Linked DNA regions of Sus scrofa: region 2 is linked to region 1. The links are chromatin contacts, called in public HiChIP or PLAC-seq maps. All regions are on one chromosome and are shown on one strand. Each heading gives the region's core, a stretch centred on a gene start, on an enhancer-like site or on the middle of the called end of the contact. The rest is flanking DNA. Distances are from core to core; before and after follow the strand shown. Region 1 overlaps C2CD5 (C2 domain-containing protein 5). Region 2 has its middle 24 kb from the start of LDHB.

Region 1 (4,431 bases), core at 886-3,385:
CCATTCTAAATGAAGTAGTTTGCATCTACTAACCCCAAACTTCCAGTCCGTCCCACTCCCTCCCCACCTCCCCCTCGGAAACCACAAGTCTGTTCTCTATGTCTGTGAGTCTGTTTCTCTTTTGTAAATAGGTTCATTTGTGCCATATTTTAGATTCCACATATAAGTGATATCATACAGTATTTGTCTTTCTCTTTCTGACTTCACTTAGTTTGAGAGTCTCTAGTTCCATCCATTAACTGTTATGCAGATGGCATTATTTCATTCTTTTTTGTGGCTGAATAGTATGTCATTGCATATATGTACCACTGTATGACATATTATTATTTCTAGTATCTTGGTTAGTGACATATAAGATTAACAATTAAAGAATTTCCAGTACACATTTTTTGTTTGCTACAAATAGAAATAATTTCCTTTATTTGAGTTTTCCTTTTCTTTACCTCCAAAATAGAAAAAGGTCATGGAACAATTTTCTTAAAGAAAATTCTTAATTTACAAAATAGTCAAAATACTATGTTGTATGAAAATTATGTATAAAAGCTTTGTGGAAAATTAAATGTAACTTTAATATATGTGAAAGAGAAAGTAAAAGTGAAAGCATTAGGTAAACTGAAATGACTTTTTGGCTTATTGGACTACTGGTACCTTTAATCTTTTAGCTTCCATAAATGTCGTAAGTATTTTTCATAAAAAGATGAAATGATCAAATATGTATACATACATATATATTAATTTGGTACCAGAGTTTACCCAAATAATATAAATTTTAAATACCCCTTACCCCACAGTCTCATATTTGTTTTTCCACTCATTATTAATGTATTAGTGTAAAGGAAGAAAGCAAAAAATTCTGTATGTGATCAAATTTAGTATAAATTTGTAAGTCTGTATATAGCAAAGAAAGATATATTAGTTCTGGTAAGCACACGGAAGACGTTGGTTAGTGTCTTCTTTTGTCAGTGTTGAAAATGGATTTTGATTGTTACATACTTCAGAGCATTAAAAGTCATGGTAAATAGGAAAGTGAATGTGGGACATTTTGAACTGTATTTTAAACACTTGGAATGTTCTGTTGAGAAAACTGACTTTGCCAGTGAGCTGTCCCAGCTCTGCCATAGTTCTCACATGTCACTAGATTTCATTCTTCAGATAGATAGAAGCCTTATTTAACAAACCACCTTTCTCATGCAACTTGGATGTTTCTGTTGTGGCTTGTATGGATATAGTGAATTCTCTTTTAAATGGCAGTCCTGTGTAACAGTTAGCATCTCTATTTGTAAAAGAGAAAAATGTCTTTACAAAGAATTAACGCGGAATGGCTTTCTACTTTTATAAGCCTTTTATTTCGTATATGGTTCTGATTCACTGGTCATTTCTTATCAGGCATAGTGATACCTACTGCAGTTGAAGTTGTGATATAGTTTGTTTATAAGTACTGTATATATAATGTATGTTTTTGAAAAAAGTGCATAGAATTTTCAGGAATGTCTTTTTTCTTAATATGTTCATATAGGCTAGAAGAAAACTTGCCTGCAGGCTGTGGCTTTTGCCATATACCATATGATGAACTGAATATGCCATTTCCAGCTCATCTCACATACTGCTATAACTGCAGAAAACAAAAAGTTCCTGATGTTCTTTTTACAACTATAGACCTCCCGGTGGATGCAATAGTTATTGGAAAAGGTTGTCTCATTCAAGCAAGGTATGTTTGTGAAGAGTATTTGGGGTCCTTGAAGGAGTATGGAGTCAAATAGACCTATTTTCAAATATCTGCTCTACTGTCTCCTATCTTTGTGATCCTGGGCAGGCTGGGCAATTCTGTATGGAAAATTGGGAGGAAAAAGATCCTCTTTATGGAACTCAAATTTATATGCAAAAGCAGCTTTAAGTATCGAAATTCTGTACAAATGTTTATTATCATGAGGATTGTTAGTTAAGCTGTTGCAGGCTAGGGATGTGACTCAGTATGCTTTAATGACATTAAATATATAATAGATTTTGGAAATTGACTTTGTCTTCTTTTAAAGAATAGTGCTATATAGTGTTTCTTTTACAACTTCACTTAGCTGTTAAAAGTTCCATTTAAAGTGTCCTTGGGTAGGAAATGCTAAACTGTGGTAGGCACAGGAAATGAGCTGCAACTGTCTAGGTCACTGACAACTGCCAAGGTTACCAAATCCACTGAGTATTTCTGCCCTCATCTTACTTATCTTTTATTTACCTAGGCAATAATCACACAGTTGATAATTTACTCCTTCTCGAAACTCCTTGGACTTCATATTGGCACACCCCCTCCTTTTTCCTACCTTTATGTGTATAGTCCAGTTAACTTGCTGATTCCTCCTCATTTCTTGATCCTTAAGAGCCATGGGTTTGGACCCTTTTCTCAAAGTCTTCTCCCTTGTTGAACTTATCAACTCTTATGTTATCTATAAGTCTAGGACTCCCATATTTAGAGCTCTACTCCAGAACTCATTTCTAAATTTCAGTCCATATACTTCCCTGTCTTCTTCACAGCCCATTTTCATAGACATCTCATATTTGTTCCAAATTGAACTGCTGATTTTCTCCACTTCTTTCATACTAGCCTTCTTGATTTCTTTTTTTCTTTTTAGGGCCACACCTGCATCATATAAAAGTTCTCTGGCTGGGAGTTGAATCAGAGCTGCAGCTGTAGGTCTGTGCCTCAGCCATGGCAACATTAGATCTGAGCCGCATCTGTGACCTACACTGCAGCTTTCAGCAACACCGGATCCTTTACCCACTGAATGAGGCTAGGGATTGAATCCAAATCCTCATGGACAGTATGTTGGGTTCTTAACCCGCTGAGCCACAACAGGAACTCTGCTTCTCTATTTTAATAAATGATCCCTTGCTCTGTCTAGTTCTTCATTCCAAATAAGGTATTCTTAGGCATTGTCCTCTTTCCTAACCTCCACACATGACAATTATTACAAAGCCATGTTGCGTTCTCGTCTAAAATATGTTTCTAATCCATTTGCTTTCACTTTCATTTCCTCTTGCATTTTAGATCTCCCACTTAGGATTGTTTTCCTTTTGCCTGAGGTTTCTCCTTGAGTATTTTTTTGGTGGGTCTGCTGATGGTGAACTGTCTATTTTTGCTCGTCGGAAAATGTGTCTGTTTTATCTTCAAAAGGTATTTGGGGCTAGCAGTTATTTTCCTTCAGCACATTGAAGATACCCTTCCATTGCCTTCTGGTGTTCAATGTGACTATTGAGAAATAACTCATTAGATGTTTTTTTTTTTTGAATGTGCCCTTTTTTTTTTTTTTTTCAGGCTATATGTGAGCTAGTCTGTTTGTTTTTGGTTTTGGCAGTTTGCCTATGAAGTGTTAGGTATGGAGTTCTCTTTATCCTAATTGCTATACCTTGGACTTCTTGTATCTGTGGATTGGTGTCTTTTACATATTTTAGAAAAATTTTAGATTAGTTCTTTGTTTCATCTCTTTTCTTGATACTCCAGTTAAAAGTATGTTAGACTTTCTCACTGTTTCTTCTCTGTTACTTTCTTGTCTGTATTTTTTTTTGTTGTTGTTTTTTTAGGGCTGCGCCTGTGGCATATGGAGGTTCCTAGGCTAGGGTTTGAATTGGAGCTGTATCCACTGGCCTACACCACAGCCATAGCAATGTCAGATCTGAGCCATGTCTGCAAGCTACACTGCAGCTCATGGCAACGCCAGATCCTTAACCTGCTGAGCAAGGCCAGGGATCGAACCTGCGTCTTCATTGATGCTAGTCAGATTCGTTTCTGCTGAGCCACGATGGGAACTCCTCTTTTCTATATTTTTTAATCTTTTTGTTTCCTTAAGCTATATTTTATTCTATTTTTTTATTTTAATTTTTTTTTTTTGTTTGTTTTTTTAGGGCCACACCTGTGGTATATGGGAAGTTCCTAGGCTAGGGGTTGAATCAGAGTTACATCTGCTGGCCTAAGCCACAGCCACAGCAATATGGAATCCGAGCCACATCTTCGACCTATACCACATTATGGCAATGCTGGATCCTTAACCCACTGAGCAAGCCAGGGATCGAACCTACATCTTCATGGATACTAGCTAGATTCATTTCCACTGTGCCACAAGGGGAACTCCCTCTTTATGCTGTATTTTAGATATTTTCTTATTTATCTTTTGATCCTTTACTTCTCTCTTCAGCTGTCTTTGATATACTATTATGGCTAATAATTGGGTTTTTAATTTTTGATAATCTATTTCTTTTTAAAAAATTTTTTTATGATTTTAATTTTTTCCATTATAGTTGGTTTATGTGTTCTGTCAGTTTCGACTGTACAGCAAAGTGACCCAGTCATACATATATATATATTCTTTTTCTCACATTATCCTCCATCATATTCCATCACGAGCGACTAGATATAGTTCCCTGTGCTATGCAGCAGGATCTCAT
Region 2 (4,431 bases), core at 614-3,113, 690 kb after region 1:
CATCACGTGCCCTTCATCTCATTTATCCCCCAGATCACATTCTTTGCACATGCGTTGTTTGCCACGCCCTGGACTAGACACAGGGAATGCAACACTGAGCAAAGCAGGCCTGGTGTCTGTGGATGGATTGAGCATCCCATCTTTGTCTATCAGGAGGTCAGTTATTCAGACATTCACTAAGAGGCCAAGCAAAGGGCTTTCCTAGGTGCGCCTTTCTTTTTCTTTTTTCTCATTTTCTTTTTAGGGCCACATCTTCAGCATATGGAAGTCCCTGGGCTAGGGGTCAAATTAAAGCTGCAGCTGAGGCCTATGCCATAGCCACAGCAACACCAGATCCGAGCTGCCTCTGTGACCTACACCACAGCTTGTGGCAACACCAGATCCTTAACCCACTGACCAAGGCCAGGGATTGAACCCATATTCTCATAGATACTAGTCAGGCTCCTAACCCGCGCTGAGCCACAAAAGGAATCCCATAGGCTCGCCTTTCTCAGCTTCTTTCACCAATAATCCTTCCCCCTAAACTCCTATGAGCCCTATTTTAAAGTTGACAGATACTATAGGAGATTAGTACCCAGGAACAAAGGAGCCAGAAGCCAGAACTCCTTATTCTGAAGAGTGTTTGATATATGACAGTGAAAAAAAAAAAAAAATTCTCTAAAATTTAGTTCTCTACACAGGACGAAATAGCTCAATAAAACTGCCCCATTGACTTCACCATCAGCACTGCAGGCACTTCAGTTCAAAGACAGACAACTCAAGGTTGGTTTGTCTGTTTCTATTTTGTCTGAAGTGGAAGATAACTCATATTATGACAATGGCAGTATCACAGAATGAATCGAATGAAGTTTGCTTTATTCCAAGCATAGAAACCAGTGTACGTAAAGTGAGTTGGCTGAAAGAAACTGAGGACTTTTGGTCTGGGCAAATCTGGCATCAAAAGTAAAGAAACTTAGTCTGAACCGCCCCCCTTTACAGAAAAGCCACAACGCACAAGTGCCATGAAATGATCAGATTATGAATATTACCCCAGAATATATACAAAACTCATCTTCTTAAAATTAATGGGTAACTAAAATGCTAAAATAAACAGAAGGAGACCCAAAATGTCATTTTAATACTTCTGTTATTAAAACACGTAATAATTTATGTATTTATTTTTTCCTGTGAAACTATTTCAATTTATTTTTTGATTAGGTAATAAATGCATTTGGTTAAAAAAAGTAAATAGTGGAGAAGTTGGTTTCCTTCCCCACTCCTTGTCACCTAGGTTTCACTCCCAGAGGCAACCACTGAAATCAGCTGAAACCAGAGTGTCTTGGGAAGTAAGTGGTGAGTGGACAGATAGGGCGGATATCAGCCTATGTATTCATATCGCTGTCCTACTGGCTGTTGAAGGCCAACACCTGTTCTGATTGGTCAGTCAGCATCCCCCTGTGTACAAGCCTGGGCTCACCCTGTAACTGTTTTATACATGTAGCACACTGCTGTATCAATTGCTCTGTGAATTTATGTGCCACCTTTCACATGCATTCATATGTTCCTTTGTCCTTTCAGTGTATTATCTCTAGTCTTCAGAATGTTCCCATTTATAAATGAGGAAACTGAAGTTTAGAAAGATTAAGCAATTGACCCAAAACCGCAAAATTAGCAAGAGGCAGAGTCCTGGTTGACCCAGATCTGTCTCAGTCCCAAAACTTATCCTCTTGTCAACTCTTCCAGTTTTAAACTTATCAAAACCAATAATAAAGAAAACTTAAATAAAGAGAAAAAATCCAGATTGTCATTGATGGGAATGACAGAAAGAGAAGAGTGAAGTCATACGGAAAGTGTTAGAAGTTTACACAATATTTCTAGAAAATTTCCACTAGGTGGCAGTGTTTAAGGACATGACTGAAAGCCCTGCAGACTGCAGCTATTGCTGCAATGAGACTGGATGTCAAACAAGAATCTTTCAACTTTGGCCCACATTTACCTTTCCAGTTATTTTTTCCTTGTCCTTGGAAAGTTTCAGGAGCTAAAGCTTTACTGTTTCCACAGAATTGTCCAATTTCAGGTTCACCTTTCAACTTGCTGATACAGAATTTTGACTTTAATAAATTACAGTGAGTTTGGTTAACTTGATTTAGGGAATTCTCTATGAGGTCCTCGAAATTGTTCCAAACACAAATTCCACCTCTAGAATTTTGTGGGCTATGCTAGACAGTGAAATTTAAATGGCTATTATTCTATATTGCGTCTCAATATAGGCCTAGGTGTGAAGTACAAGGTCAAAAGCTGCTGGCAAGGCACAGGAATTGTCAAGAATGTTAACACCGCCTGCAAACGAGATTTACTGCGTGTTTCCCTTAACAGTTAAAGCCTTTTACAAATTCTCCATTTCTCATCATTTTGCAGCACTCTTCCCTCAGTCCAGTCTAACAAACCATTTGCCTTTCTGTGGACATCACTGTGGTTTCTACCTCCATTCTTTACACACGCTCTCCCTGTTAAAAAAAATTCCTTGCACACCAGGGAACTATATCCAATCACTTGTGATACAACATGATAGAAGATAATATGAGAAAAAGAATATACATATATATCTGTGTATATACATATGACTGGGTCACTTTGCTGTAGAGCAGAAATTGACAGAACATTGTAAATCAACTATAATTTATTTTATTTTTTGGTTTTTAGGTCCACACCCATGGCATATAGAAGTTCCCAGGCTAGGGGTCGAGCTGGAGCTACAGCTGCCAGGCTACACCACAGCCACAGTAGTGCAGGATATGAGCCATGTCTGCAACCTACACCACAGCTCAGGGCAACACAAAATCCTTAACCCACTAAGCGAGACCAGGAATTGAACCCTCATCCTCATGGATCCTAGTCAGTTTTGTTAACCACTGAGCCACAAAAGAAATGCCAGCTATACATAAATTTAAAAAAAAAAATTAATTCCTTGCAGGGAAAAAATAAAATCTTGGTTCATTTTTTTTCTCAATCCAAGTACCTACTGAGGACAAAAAAAAAAAAAAAAAAAAAATGTTGCCTGTCATTTCAGCAAACAAAGTATGTTGGGGCCATCAAGCCATCAGCCTCTGTGGTGCCCCCTGCAGTGCATCCTGCAGGAATTCAAGATGTTGAAAACCAGGATAATGGCCCTAGATAGTTAAGGTGCATACGAAAGGAATGATTTCAGTGAGCCCAAATGACATTTTCCCAACCTTAGAAAAGAATTAAGATTATTAACCTTAGTTGTCTGTTTTTTGTAATTAGCAGTAACCTACTGATGCTCAACTAACATTCTTTTTTATCTCAGCAAAAGTCCTCTACATCCTGGCTCCTCTTTTCAGAACAGTTCCTCAGAGCTATCCAGGGGGTTGCCCACCAGGCTATAGTCCTCACAGGGAACCCTTAAAGAAACCATAGTTCTTGGCCAGGCACCATTATAACTGCCTGCATGAGCTGTCTCACAGCAGGAGGTTCCAATAAGGAACTCGGTGCTGCCCCCAGCAACTGACTGGGAGAATTCGGGAGGGGCAAAGGGAGGGAGGAGACGCCAGCCCATAATATGTCCTGCCAACATTCTTCCCAATAAAGTCTTTTGCTTCTGTGTCTCCTTGGACAATTCATTTCCAAGTATTAGACAAGAGCCCACTCTGGGACCCTGGCAAGGGTCCCCCTTCTGGTAGTAATCAGGAAGTTCCCCAAATAAAGCGCAATTTACAACTTTCAGGTTGTGTGTTTTTCTTCAATCAACACTGGCTTGCTTCGAAAATCCTCTTCAAAAACCATACTCTAAGAGTTCCCGTCGTGGCTCAGTGGTTAACAAACCCAACAAGTATCCATGAAGATGTGGGTTCAATCCCTGGCCCTGCTCAGTGCATTAAGGATCCGGTGTTGCCATGAGCTGTGGTGTAGGTCACAGACGCAGCTCAGATCCCACGTTGCTGTGGCTGTGGTGTAGGCTGGCAGCTGCAGCTCCGATTCAGCCCCTAGCATGGGAACTTCCATATGCTGTGGGTGCAGCCCTAAAAAGACAAAAAATTTAAAAATACTCTAAGTATTATTTCTTGACTGAGCTTATTTCCTCTTTGGCATCTTCACTCAGAATTTATGAAGCCAATTTTACCATAATAATCTATATTTTCACATATGTTTATCCCAAAATTTTTCAAGTCAACACCTATTCAGTATACTTTAAAAATCTTTCTGGAGTTCCTGCTGTGGTGTGGTGGGTTAAGAATCTGACTGCAGCAGCTTAGGTCACTGCAGAGGTGCAGGTTTGCTATCTGGCCCAAGATAGTGGGTTAAAGGATCTAGCGTTGCCACAGATTTAATCCCTGGCCCAGGAACTTCCATATGCCATGGTGAAACTATTAAAAAAAAAAAGCTGGAGCTCCCATTATGGTGCAGCGGAAACGAATCTGACTAGGAACCATG

The links. HiChIP or PLAC-seq counts read pairs in DNA pulled down with a chosen protein or histone mark.
Region 2: a contact with region 1 is called in an H3K27ac HiChIP or PLAC-seq map of alveolar macrophages. The contact joins two enhancer-like sites. A contact is called at or near these places in 1 of 47 Hi-C or Micro-C datasets (fetal skeletal muscle) and 1 of 2 datasets of contacts at active chromatin or transcription factors (alveolar macrophages).

What each region holds. Positions count from the first base shown.
Region 1 is chr5:51,096,121-51,100,551 of Sscrofa11.1, forward strand. It overlaps C2CD5 (C2 domain-containing protein 5), which reads left to right. Exons shown (of 25, transcript XM_021092231.1): 13 at 1,517-1,708. Among named protein-coding and RNA genes, the nearest start is that of C2CD5, 58 kb to the left of the region's middle. Within about 2 kb of position 2,136, at least 19 of the 83 cell types and tissues checked have an H3K27ac peak or open chromatin away from gene starts, as enhancers often do. A contact at or near this core is called in alveolar macrophages, where this site is marked.
Region 2 is chr5:51,784,963-51,789,393 of Sscrofa11.1, forward strand. No RefSeq gene overlaps it. Among named protein-coding and RNA genes, the nearest start is that of LDHB, 24 kb to the right of the region's middle. Within about 2 kb of position 1,864, at least 4 of the 83 cell types and tissues checked have an H3K27ac peak or open chromatin away from gene starts, as enhancers often do. A contact at or near this core is called in alveolar macrophages, where this site is marked.